Regions from separate parts of the Zea mays genome. Here region 1 is linked to region 2. Evidence: chromatin contacts called from public Hi-C data. All regions are on one chromosome and are shown on one strand. Each heading gives the region's core, a stretch centred on a gene start, on an enhancer-like site or on the middle of the called end of the contact. The rest is flanking DNA. Distances are from core to core; before and after follow the strand shown. Region 1 holds the start of LOC100285184 (zinc finger, C3HC4 type family protein). Region 2 holds the start of LOC103626567.

Region 1 (6,922 bases), core at 493-2,992, 410 kb before region 2:
TAACAACTATCTATCTAAGAAAAGTTCTAATAGTCACCACTATTCTTAAGGCGTCGCCTAGGCAACGCCTAGGCGTCCAAGCGCTCGGGCAAAACTGGCCGCCTTGCTCGCCTTACCCGCCTAGGCGTCGCCTAGGCGCTAAGGCGGTTGTCTGCTGCACTTGCTCGCCTAGGCGCCTTAAGAACACTGATAGTCAAAGAGCAAACCTTCACTATCAAGGCAAATCCGGCATTGAGGAACGTCCTGAATAACAAGGTGAGTTTCTTCATTGGCATCGATATGTTCATTGTCGTTGTCATCATCAACGCTCACTGGGTTGATTTCACATGAGGCTAGATGCTCTGTTGATCTCTCTATCAGGTTTAGTTGTGAACTTGTTGACTGTGAATCTGACACTTCTGCATGATCACAATGGGGCACAAACTGCATCGTCTCTTCTGTTTGAGTGCCATGAGAAGCCAACTGCATGATAAACAGGACCCAAATCATAGCCAGACATCACCAAGCAAGCATTTTGTCAAGCATTTGATAAAAAAACCAGGTCCTGCAAGATAATATGTGGTAGGTAAGTCGTGTACCAATAAGTAGGATGTGCTGAAAGGTTAAAACTGATAAACTACATGTTAAAAATAAATCAATACCACATAAAAATCAAGCCAATTAGAATAAAATGCCCTCATGCACATAATCTATCACAATGATTTTAAGTATGGCTAGCTAGCTGAAACCTAAAGTTTGGTTGGGTCATCACTCATCAGGGATAATATCAGTCTCAGAATATGGAGATGATAAGTCATGTATATGTTAATCAGAGCATGGGTGCTTTTGCTTAGCTTGATATTTCAACCTTTACTCGGTAAAATGAACCAACATACTTGATAGCGAAGCCATTAGGTTCGAACGGTCGGTTTTGTGTTACTTGGTTTTAAAAGATTTGATGTCTGACTGTTCCGTCTGCTTTGCTGGGGCTGACAGGTAAAGCAGTAATATACGGTTCAATCCCATGTTGGGAGCCTATTACTATTGTTTATACTTTTGAGTTTTGATAAGGATCGGTGCACTAGATTTTGCCAGCCACACTACAAAATAAAGTTAGCTACTACTGTGGGGACCAGTGACCAAGGCGAGCCTGACCTCAACCCAGCCACAGCCAGCATCGATGGATATGGATGGAACCAGGAAAGGAGGGAATCGAATTCCAACAGTATATCTGCTCGAACCAAGTATCTCTAGCACATCACCATCTTATCTAGAACCACACAAAACCCCCACGGTTCCAGATACCCATATCCCAGTTATTACTGTCCCGATTCCCCCGCTACCTATGATGCAGCAGCGCCAATCCAGAGCCTTCAGCTGCTGGGTTAGCTACACATACATGCGCATGGGTCCGTCGAAGCGCCCTGCGGGACGACTGCTGACGAGAGTCGAGGAGCAGAGCAGAGCAGAGCAGAACGCGAATCGGCGACCCTAGACGCCGCGGTCGCGCGAGAGGACGGAAGAGGCGCGAGCGTACGTACCTCGTGCGCCCACGCGGGATGTGTCTCCCTCCAATGGGGGTGGGGGGATCAGGCAGAGGCGCGGCGGAGATCTGAGCGCCGGGCGAAGGTGACGAGATAGGAGACGAGCGGCCGGAGGTATGGTATGGTATGGTATGGACGGGTGCGGCCGGCGGGGGGGCGGCGGCGTCAGGTGTCTTGTTCTGGAAGGGAGGGATTCGAGACCGGAGACTTGGAGACGGGAAGATTGGGAATGGAAAGGGTTGGTTGGATTGTCCTGTTGCTCGTCTTGTACTCTTGTTCCCTGCTCCTTCTCCGTCCCGCCCTGCATTGACCTCGACGCGCTCGGTTTGATTTCTTTTTCTCTTTTTTTAAAAAATTTTTGGACCAAGCAGGGATGGCTAAGGGCCTGTTTCTGTTTGGATCTACCTCGGTTTTAAAAAAAAAAACTGATTTCTATACCTGATTTCTAGAAACTGGCTTTTAGATAAAAACTGCACAAAAGTGTTTGAATCAAAAGTTTTTAAAATTTGGTCTCTAGCTTCGACAATGACCGTTGTATCCTTGGCGGAATGCATGAGCAAGAGCGCAGGTCAGATCGATCTGCGGCCGCGCTGAAGGAAACGGAGGCCTGGGCGCTCCCACGAGATGACGAGATGCGTGGAGGAGTCGAGGAGACACGAGTAGAGATGGCAATAGATCTCGTTTCCTAATTCTTTACGGGAATTCATTAGGAAACGGGAAAGTTTTTTATCTCACAGGGATATAAATAGAAAAAAAATCTCTCTAGACCAATAAACGAGAATGGGTACGAGAAAGCATTTCTCATCCATTTTTCATATAGACCCCGTTAAATTTATATATGGTGATATTTTTTATATAATAGTTAATAATAAAAATAAATAATTATATTGTTAAGAGATTAGATGTTATATAAATATGTTTATTTTAATGTGCATAATGATTTTTTATATCTGACACTAATTTCCCGTTTCCATTCCTGGCGTGAGTGTTGCCTCCTGGGCGGTTACAACACGCCTGGATGTAGACCGGACGCCTGGGCGTGGAGTTGGCCGGATTGCTGCTCGGATGAACACGGGGAGGCCTGGGCGCGTGGAGTTGTTGCTCGCGACGGTGGCATTGTTTAGTAATTATTTTCCAACTCATTAAGGGTAGTACGTAATTAGCCAACCAAAACTGGTTTTAGTAAGGGTTAAACAGATTATTGATTTTTAAGAAACCAGGAAACAGGTTTTTGGAAATTGAATAAAAACTATACCTGTGTAAAGGCCTTCTAACTTTTAAAAATCAGTTTATAAGAAACTAGGCAAATCAAAATAGAACCTAAGCTAGTGGAAATAGCTAACAGCCCAACGAATATTGCGCAAGCGTGAAGTCTTCGTGAATCATAGAATCGTAGTCAGTGGCGGTCTGGCGGACATGAAGGGGCCCCTACTATGTTGATAAAACTCCATTGGCTATAGAGGTATAGTATAGATGAGAAAGAAGGAAGAAGAAAAATAGAGAAAAATGAGCCCTCACACTGTTGGAGAAAGAGGTGGAGGTTAGAGGAGAAGAGAAGAGAGGAAAAAAATGAGAGAAACATAAGTCCCTACCAGCTTGTTTTTGTCTTCACCGTCGGTCACTAGTAAATTAGCCCCTCCCTTAGTCTATTCCTGGATCTGGCGCTGGTCGTAGTTGTACGTTTAAACCTGCACGAAGGAGTATAGAGCCATTAATTTTTCCTTTGCCACACCAAAAAAGTATATGATACCACATTCAACTTACGAGGCGTTTGGTCCTTTTATTTTAGAGGATTTGGAATTCACTTAATTAAGTAACATATTTAGCTTGGATTTTGACATTCATCACTTTCTAAAGTTCTGATATAAGCTTATCTCAAATTCATACGGTCGAGGATGTTAAATGATTTTATGTATTACTAGAATTGGTTTCTACTATGTAGCTTACAAGACGATCTTTAACTCATTCATTTATAGTAAAAATATAGCACATAAATATCTCCGACGTCTTGCTAATAATATTATATTGATATATTTTATATAAAACTGAATTAGTTTAATTGATATATGCCTAAATTACTATATTAGAATGGAATTCAATTCCAATGATCTAAACGGGTCGTTAGGGCTTTTAGAAACACCCCGTTTTTAAGAAACTGGTTTATAAAAATTGAGTTGGTTCTGAACATACCAATTTATGTTCCAGTTTATGAAAATTGGATTCCCAATTTTTTAAAAATCAAGAAACTAGGCTATCCTAGCTAATATAGAAGTTTTAAATACCATTAACCAGTTTTTTTATAAACTAGTTTCTAGAAACTAGAAATAGAAACTCGCATTCTTAAAAACTAGTCGATACCAAACAAGGCCTTAATTTGTTGTTATAATTATACACGGTCAATGGTTTATTTAGCAAATTCAGTTTCGTTCCGTCTCTTGGAGAGATGGATTTTAATTTTAGAAGCCAAACTGTGTTATTGTTTGTTGTCTTATCTTATTTGATATTTGGTTCACAGCCATCGAAATACTTTGTTTGCACTTTATTCTATTCACCGGCGTGCCTCTAAATCCAATCAGATTGAGCAAATTTTTGGTGGTAAAACAAAACAGGAACATCACAAAATTTAGCTCCATCTATATCTATCAATCAAATACTGCATCATCTGTCAGCCGGCAATGTCGTACAATTTGCTCAAAACAAAACAGGAACATCACAAAATTTCCATTGCCATGTCACAAATGACGACGGCAAACCTAGTCAGAGTCAGGGTCCCCGTCGACGATATCTGGCATCAAGTCTTCGGACTCTGATTCGATGCCAGACTCAGAACCAAACAATTCCGTGAAGCTGGCTGAACGGGCCTCAGGTGCTTCATGGCGGTGGTGGCTTGAACCAACACCTGGAGTCGCAGAAGCTTCACCTGGATGGACGGCTGCGCTTTTGTTCTCATGAGGACTATCCTGCTCGGGAAATGACGCATGCTTACGTGAATCAGAATCTGTTGTGCGCACTGGAGAGGGGACAGCATTGGAACTCGAAGGATTCTCCGCTGTGTTTGGCTTGGCAGCTGTGGCTGCAGCTGCATCGACCACCTTGACATCAGTCTTGGTGGATGCTGGTGCATCTTGTGCTGCGTCTGTGATTCTGGGTGGGTCGACTTTTGGATCTTCTGCTATGGGATTGAGCTGCTTTCCATCCTCCACCAGCACACCTTTACTTACCACAGCATCACTACCGTTCACTGGAACCTCTGGTGGTTCATTGTTGTTGGATATTAGCCAGTCATCGTACATGTCTTCGACCTCCATTGCTTGAGGCTGGTCCCCAAATGGTGAGATCTGGTGTGTACCAGCACCAAAAACTGTTTTTTTCTGTGCAGTGTAGTTGAACCCAGAGCTTGCAGGAACTGTTCTTTCCAGAGAAAGGGCTCGAGGGTGGACAAGGACATCCAAAGCAAGCAAAGCATGTGAACAAAACTCTGCAACCTTAGTGCCTATCTCTAGCTTCCCTGTGATGAACAAATGATACAAATTATTAATACGCATGACGGGGGTGGACATTATTAAGCCCAGAATCCAACCCAGACCGCAAGCTTATGGTCCAAAATAAATATAGTTGCTAATTGTTTTTTGAACGAGAAAAGTTGGAAGTCAAATATTTTTCAGTGCCGCACCAATCGCAGTTAAACCTTTGTTCAACTAACTGCATGTGTTAATTATAAACTAAAATTTAAATAACCCATCCAGAATCCAATAAAAACATCCCGAAAGATATTACCTTTTCTGAAGAGTTCAATTCCGTTGGCTAAATAAGGAGGACGGGCATGAGAAGAAAGAAAAGATGCCAGCAGGCCCTTAAGCGAAGCAAGTTGGAAGTCCGATATGTTTGGCTCCCCAAATGTGGATGGCTTTTGCTCATAACTCCCTCCCATGCCGCAAGCACTTCTAGCCACGTTAATTAAGAGCATGTCCACTTCTGACCTCCAGCGATCCATCCGCAATGAACCTCCCTGCTCCGTGATAAGTTGATAATGACATAAAAATCTATTTATAATTAAATAACAGTATATATGCTGGTTGCATAACAAATTCAATACGCAATTTGTTCCTGTTCAACATAGAAAGTTAAGGTAAGTTTGGTACTTCTTCCTTTGTAGAATATAATCATTAAAAATAGTTATAGCTACTGTTTCAGCTATGGTATGAGTATACTTATCTATGAGCACCAAGATGTACAGCACAATGCTGTACAGATTTGCTTCAAAAATAACTTCAACCATTTAAATATCTTATCCACTATCCCATTTGGTTCAATGCTTAAAACTTAGAACAAGAGGTGTATATGTGTTGTGATGAACTTTGAACCATCTTTATGTGGGAAAAAAGGCGTTTACAGTGAGCTTTCCGAAGTTATTTTTGCTATAATTGTATCCAGAAAAATATGAGAACAAGGTTCAAATAAGGAATATCTGGCAAACAGAAAACAAAAGACATGGAGAAATAAGAGAATAATGAGAAATAAGTTGGATTTAAGCACACCACATTCAGAAGAACTTCCAATGTTTCAAGCGCAGCTATTTTGACAGAATGTGGAGTTGATAGTGTAACATCTCCTGTACTTTCAGGGGCCACTCCCTTTGATGTAATTGGTATGGAAGAACCTTTTCTTTTCCTTGGGCTGATTGCTACTTTCTCTGAACCTGAGATGGTTGAGTTTTGCATCTGTGGTTCTTGCTTCCTCTTCTTCGAATAAACTTTTGATGATGATTCATTGGTCAATTGCGATGAATTTGTGTTGATCATAGTCATGTTAATTTCACCATCATCATTCAGATCAGCAACTGCATTGCGGACTGTTGCCTCAAGCAGGTGCAGAGACGTCCCTGATAAAAACAGACCATTTGTCCAGAAAGTGTGCAACAGGAGTTTGACTAAAAAACGAAACCAAGAATATGTGCCAAACATGCATATGGTATCTCAAGCATGAACAGAAGTGAACCGATCTAATGCAATATCAATGTAAAGTTAACCAAAAGGAATCTCAATTCCGAATTGAAAATCATAAATTTGGATGTGAAATATTGGGAAAATACTACAGTTCTGCATAATACTTTGGTTTTCCAAACCATTAGTTTTTAAAACCATGAAATAGTCAGAATTAGTCTTTTTGGAGTTTCAAGAAACTCCATTTGAGACGTCTTTTCTAAACCATGGTTTTTGCACGTTTTTAGCTCATAAAATTACTGTTTCTTGATACCATACTTTTCTAAACTATAAGTAATCTATAAAGGGCTCTCCTATAAGCAAGCAGAAACATATCTAGTTTCCAGCTTCCTTGAGGGAGCTGGGATTACTGTGACCAAATCTCTCTCTCTGCGCACTGTTCATCCGCGGGTACTC
Region 2 (7,067 bases), core at 89-2,588:
CGCGCGGACTAAACAGTACACTCTCGAAAGGAGCGAGCTGGGAACAGCGCCGGGACGGGAGGGAGAGGGGGGCTCGTCAGATTCTTGTAGCGGAAGGAGAAGGCAATGCTAGTTGATAGCTGGTAACGAGTAGCGTTGCGGTGAGGACGACAGGCAGGCGACACACGAAACCAACGCCGGCGAGCAGAGGCAGAGCGCACACACACACACACACGGATTGCATGCGGGGGAGACAAGGGAGGAGTGTATCGATGGGCAACGAACAAACAGCCAGCAACGGCCCCGGCCCAGGCCCCCGCCCCCGCCCACGGAAGACGCCAATAAGGCCAGGTCACACTCTCTGCTCACGATTCTCTCGCGGCAACGCAAGCAAGCAAAAGCAACCGCGGCTCCCGCGCGACGGAAACGAACAGACAGGGATCGCCGCGGCAGGCAGCCAGCCGTAGAACAGCGAGCTCCTCCAAGACCACGGAGAGGGAGGGAGGGGGGGCGGTTAAAGATGGGAGAGCGGGGAGAACCGGAGAAGATGCTTGCACGCAAGAGGGGGAATGGGAAAGCTACAAAAGGTAGAGGGGGGGAGGTGAGGGAGGGCAGAGGGGGGGTGGCCTGGGGAATGAGATGCTTTGCTTCTTCCACCTTTCGAGGGAAATCTCTCGCCCTCGGGGAGTTTATATACTCCTCTACATACCGACGGGCGGCGACCATACAAGCAGGGCAGGCATGTGGATGGGGACGCCGTCTCATGATCTTCTTCTCGTGTCGTCGTCTCTCTATCATTTGTTTATCATCTACTCACACACGGTAGGATTAGAATTATAATAATAGTAATCAGAATCTCTCGCTTGCCGCAATCAACCATGCAACAATGTCCCTCTCTCTCTATCTGTCTGTCTGAATTGCACTTCTAGAGTTTGGCTTGTGAGAGGGGTCATGGCCATTGCTCCCGCCGGTGCCAGCTTGCATTGCAATTGCCATTGCCATTGTGGGGGGCAGGGCACAGGCCGGGGCAGTACAGTTACACAGCTACAGCTACAGAGCAGCAGTGGATTGACCAATGGTCAGTGCCTGGGGCCCGTCCCGGCGTCTCTTTCGGCCTGCATTGCGCTGCATAGGGGTGAAAACGGGCGGATACGGACGGATAGTAGCTCATCCTGTATCCTACCCTAATGTATTTAAAACGGATTCGGGATCGGATACGGATAGTTAGAAACGGGACGGATACGGATACAGGGACCGGATATTTATCCGGGCGGATAAGTGACGGATACAAATATTATTTTATCGGATATCGGATACTTGTTGGATAATGCATTAATTGGTTATCATAAAATATTCTTGTTCGATCACGAAATTGCAAGTAAATTAATACTAATAAACATTTAATAGAAGATAATCTCAAGTTCCCACATAAAAATGGTAGAGTGAAGTATTGATTATGTTAAAACTTGGATACTTAGAGTGATTTCACGTGTAACTCACCTAATAAGTGGAAATAAAATAGAAAAAACGTTAACATCCTATGGATTTTATGGTCCCATTCTATTCAAATAAAACCTCAAGTCGCCACATGAAAATGATAAATGAAATATTATATATGTTGAAACGTCGATACATAAAATGATTTTACGTGTAACTCACGCAATAAGTGGGAGTGGAATGGAAGAAACACCAACATATTGTGGATTTTATAATCCAAATGTTTTTTGAGAACTATATGTGGATATATGTTGTGTCCCAGTAAAAATTCATGAATTTTTTAGGCTATTTGGTGTATTATTAATTTCTTGTAGAAAATCATCAAAATACAATTAAATTCATAAAAATATTGTAGTGTCGACCGGAAATTGCGAATAAGTTACCAATATTAATAAATAGTTTATAAAAAGATAATTCTAAGTTTCCACGTGGAGATAATCTTAAGTCCCCACATGAAAATGTTAAAGTCTATTATTTTGATATAAATTTAGACATTATTTCAATGATTTTGGCCTAAAGATATGTTTAAACAAAAATGTGTTGTACTACAAAGTTATAGATCTCTTCGAGCTCTACAATTTTCATATAAACTTTATATTCATCCGATTTCATATGTAAAAGTTATGATTTTATAACTATATTATTATGCAGAAAAAGAAAAAACGGGTACCCGAATTCCGGGTACCCGTATCCGACCCGAATATCCGGGTATTTATCGGGTAGTACCCGTTCCGTATCCGACCCGAATCCGAAGCTGTACTATCCGGGTATTACCCGTATCCGTCCTGAATATAAAAATACCCGTATCCGTATCCGAAAAATGGTCCCGAATCAGTATCCGTATTCGGTACCCGTTTCGGGTACCCTACCCGTTTTCACCCCTAGCGCTGCATGCCTGCATGGTGGCATATTGGCGTGGGAGGGAAGAAGGAGGAGGTGTGTGTTGTGTGACCCCTGGAAGAAGGCTGGAACGGGAACCAAGGCTGCTTTTCCACCCATCAAATCCTCGTCGGCCGCACCAAACAGCAACAGGGCGACGCGACGGCGACGCCAGTCACGACGCCATGCAGGCTGCAGAGGCGACTCGGCAAGCACCGACGACGCGGTCCGTGACCGTGAGGTTTTCAGGCTACAGTGGTGCTTTTCCACGCGAGAAGAGGAAGGAACCGGGAGCGTCTTTTCAAACCCTTCACACACACCGCTGCCGTGGTTTTGCGGTCACTTCCCCCCAGGCCCCAGACCACAGCTGTTCCATGTCACAGGGAAACTCAAGGAGGAGGAAGAAGGGACAGGACAGGAGAGTGTACTGCGCATCTCTGCTGGGAATTGGGAAAAGGGAGGGGGAAAAGTTTACATTTTTTTTGTTTGTTTACTTTTCTTGACTGGATTGTAAACCTGCCTTGACTCATTTGACTGGCTGCATAGCCTAGGTTTGGTTTTACCTCATGTTTTATTTAAGTAACTAGAGAACGAGCAAGTAGTAATGCATGGATCCAGTGGCTGCCTCGAAATTGCAATTTTTTTCCACCTGCTTTTTTACCCCCCAACAAAACCAAACAGCTGTTCTCTTTGCCGCAGAGGAATCTATCTTGGTAGAAAAAGGCGGGTTTCTCCCCACCCCTTTTCTTCCCCCGGTCCGGCACAACATGCATGTAGCAGCAGAACAGGGCAAGCTTGCCGGCCAAGGCTTGGAATATGCTATGTACACACATATATATCAATGCGTATAAAACAGATCGATGCAGAAAAAGGAGCATGCAGGTATATCCTAGCGTTTGACAAAGCTCGCTAGCTAGCTCTACGTGAGTACAGCACAGATTAGCTAGCCAGCAGCGACCATTGCCGCTAGCCTAGCTTAGGCTTAATCATGTGCAGTTCTGACCTTTTTGACGAGGGTGTCTTGTTAGCATGGATGATGCATGTGTCTCTATATATAGAAAGAGAAGGTTTATATAATAAATAAAAGCCTAGTGTGGCTAAGAGATCTTCCAATGCCATCCATCCATGATCATCCATGTCCATCCCACGGCATCATCAGGATCCCATCCCAGGCAAGAAGAAGCGGACTAGGAGAGGCTCCCGGTTCTGGCGCCGATTCGATAGATGCTAGCTGCTGCGTGATGATGACTATCTCCGTCGTCCTCTGGATCCTCCATGCTGGACTTCTCTGAGTGATGATGATCTGGGGGCGTGGCAAAGATTGGTCGCGGCAGATCAGACGCGGTAAATTAGGGCAGTAATAATAATTGACCACCAATGCAAGGAGGGCCGGGGTTGCTGTGCTGAAGTAAAGTAAACTAAGCTAAGCTAGTGTTAGCTTTAGATCGGCTGCTTTGAGGGCGAAATGATGGTCATGATGAGTGACACACAGAGGGGGTGGGGAGGGGGGGAGGAAGGAGATCTTTTGTAGGGCAATGCGTGTGTTGGTTTTATTAAATAAACTTTTAATTAAGGGGGGGACGATATGGCTGGCGGGAGATCCTCTGCGGCCGATGGCTTTTCCGATGGATCCCAACGCGTGTCTCGTGACGCATGTGAGCCGTGAGCGAGAGATGAGTGATGACCGACGACCGGAGGTTAGGGAAAGAAAGGCAAGGCAGGCAATGCAATTGGCGTGCAGAGAATCCGGGTCGGTAGTGGACACGTACTATGAGCTAGGCGAGAAACGCAGCAGGATCGTCGGGGAGGTCAGCCATCGCTCTCCCCACGGCGATTAGATGATGCATCGTAATAGTATCATCAGTAATAAAGAAGAGGGCCGATGAATAAAGCAGCAGGCAGGAAAACAAAGGCAAAAAAAAAAAACGGAAAAAAGCCACCGCGCGCGATTCGAAAGCAGCTAGCCAGTGCTCTGTCAGCAGAGCACACTGCACTGCACTGGCCACTGGCTCACATTCACATGCATGAGGCGCTCATGAGATATATCGATGGGGGGAGTACGGGTTATTGGCGCTTGTACTTAGTTAGTTGAGCCTAACTACCTCACCGGCCGGCCGGGCGGCTAGCAGTATGGACTGGCCGGGTCACCTGGCTATGAATCTCTCCGCAACCAAATCATCATGGTTATTCAGTTGTGAAATATGAAAGCATGTAAACATAAAACAAAATGCAGGCTAGTATAGTACATAGTAACTCATTCGATCCATTGGATGAGTATTAGGCTCCTGTTTAGAAGCAACCTAGTTTTTTTTAAAAAAAAAATCGGTTTTTATCTTTTAGTTAGGAAAAGGCCAACGAGCTTCTTGGTTTTTAAATCTAATTCCTATAAACTGAGCCATATATAAACTGGTTTGTTTGGAATCACCTCAGTTTCTATCTATAAACCGGTTTCTTAAAATCTAGTATATGATGCTTCCAAACAGGACCTTAGTGGTCTCGCTAATTAACAAATTAAGAGCTAACCTAACTATATATTAGGCACATGCATGCATGCATGCGTACACGCACTGGGTGGGTAATTGTTAACGGGTTGATATGAGTATCAGCACGAGACGAGTATACATGGTATGGAGAGAAGGCAAAGGAAAGGTTGGAGTGTGACGCAACCCCAACCTAGTACAGCTGCTGCTAGCGACCACCGACGTAGCAAAAGACATTATATATTATAGACACAGAGAGATACTCCCTCCGTTTCTTTTTATTTGTCGCTGGATAGTGTAAAATTGCACTATCCAGCGACAAATAAAAAGAAACGGAGGGAGTAATAATGTTGCCCTTTTTTTGGCTTCTTTTATAGCCCGAGACATATAGAAATACATGGCTAATATATAAGGGGGAGAAAACAGCTCGTAGTTATATAATTAGCATCTAAAAAACTAAAGTATATTTATCACGTTGTTGAGAGTTGTCGTGGCGACATATTCATGCTGATGGCTTTTAATTAACTTGGGAGAGTTGCTAACAATCTCTTCCCAACAGACCAGAAAAAACTGATGGTAGTAGCTTTCCGGCATTGAATGAAGTGTCTGTCAAGATTCTTGAATGAATTGGCGGCCGGACGCTGCATCTGCGTCCGCATGGCACGGGAACGGAATGAGCAACATTGAATGGAAGGGAGCGTCGGACTCCGGGGGTGGTCTGGTCGGCGTCAGGCACTCAGGCAGGCGTCGGCCTCTGCGCGCAGGGAGAGAGGGAAGCCAGGGTTGGAGATGGAGGGGTCTCCCGTCCCGCTCCGGCGCTGGCGGTGCGGCGGCTGGCCGCTGGCGGCATGCATGAAGCATGCAGGCAGGATGTCACAAAGAAGGCGTGCCTGTGCGGTGCAGGTGCAGCTGTGCCTCTGCCTTCCTTCCTGTCCTGCATGCTGCCGCGGTGCGGGCTGTGCGAGCTAGCGAGAGCAGAGGAGGGGGAGGAGCGGGAGCATAGCGCAGACCTGCGGGTGCAGCCAACAGCAAGAGCCAAGGAGCTGCTGGGCTATAGCCAGGAGCGGAGGAGCCGGGGACCGACTGACGGACGGAAATGGCCACAGCGGGGACTGGATGGCAGGCAGACAGTGTCGCTCTCGCGGCCGGCCGGGCACGACAGGACGGCACGCGGGAGCCGGCCGTCGTCGCTGCCCGACTGGCCGAGTGTCCGGGTCCGGACGCAATTGCAATTTGCAAACTGCGATTGCATCTGCATTGCATGGAACGGGGAGGGGGGCGGCCGGGAGGCCACGACGGCCACACCACCGGCCCAGATCGACCCAGGCACCCACACCGAGGCCATAGGAGAGTGCGAGAGCCCGCGTGCAGGATACACAGACGGTGGTCCTACTGCGCTCCTACTGTCCCTCTTTTCTCTCTCCTCTCTCTCTCTCTAGTTTCCTGGACACCGTAAAAATGTGTGTTTATATAATTGGACATATTGGTGTAACCGTCGTATAAACTGTTAGATTTATAGACATTTTTCGTATCATTTTAATTCCATAAATTAATATTATGATGATGACATATAAAAAATAATTAATCATGACACCAAATATATCCATAACAATATGGATCATGAAAACATAAAGCATATGAATCATATAAATCATATAAATACGATAAACATGTAGACTGAATGAACAATTGAAAATAAACAGATAGAAACATAAACAGCATGACTGTAAAATTAAAACAGACGGATCTATCATATTATAATAAGACAGAACATATAAGATAAAATCATTCCTACATATGAAACAGCATAGATGAATATATGAAACATATGTAATCTCCAGAACGCAAAACAGTAAGTAAATAAATTGATCATACCCTCCGATGCGCTCTGATGATCCAGATCCTTGGCCAGCTTCTTTTGTCATGTTGAAGATGTTTTGGGCAGTCGCGTAATCGCTCCCCAAAAACCTAATTGCCGATCCCCCGTGCAAGGTCTCGAACGGCACCCCGGCTTCGGAGGCACCTGCCCTCTCGCTTCTCTGTGCGCGCAGAGTCACGAGATGGAAATACCTTCACTCGGCGGCTGGACTGTGATTCTGAAAGTGTGTTCTCGCGTGTACCGAGTGACAGGGGTGCTCCTCTATTTAACCTCTTGCAGAGGTAAGCTGAAGGAGAAAGGTCGCCGAGTCACGCCAAGGGTTGGTCAGCTCTCGCCGAGTCATGCCATGAGTC

Evidence for each region. Hi-C and Micro-C count contacts between places; a contact is called where the count stands out from the background.
Region 1: a Hi-C map of endosperm shows a contact between it and region 2, with 2.7 times the contacts expected there. The contact joins the promoter of LOC100285184 here to the promoter of LOC103626567 in region 2. A contact is called at or near these places in 2 of 25 Hi-C or Micro-C datasets (ear and endosperm).

What each region holds. Positions count from the first base shown.
Region 1 is chr5:76,953,244-76,960,165 of Zm-B73-REFERENCE-NAM-5.0, reverse strand. It overlaps LOC100285184 (zinc finger, C3HC4 type family protein), which reads right to left and starts at 1,742. Exons shown (of 8, transcript NM_001158078.2): 1 at 1,521-1,742; 2 at 207-544. The coding sequence starts at 489. It overlaps LOC103626575 (proline-, glutamic acid- and leucine-rich protein 1), which reads right to left. Exons shown (of 13, transcript XM_008646987.3): 11 at 6,062-6,405; 12 at 5,301-5,532; 13 at 4,122-5,031. The coding sequence ends at 4,277.
Region 2 is chr5:76,545,149-76,552,215 of Zm-B73-REFERENCE-NAM-5.0, reverse strand. LOC103626567 reads right to left here and starts at 1,338. Exons shown (of 8, transcript XM_008646982.3): 1 at 1-1,338.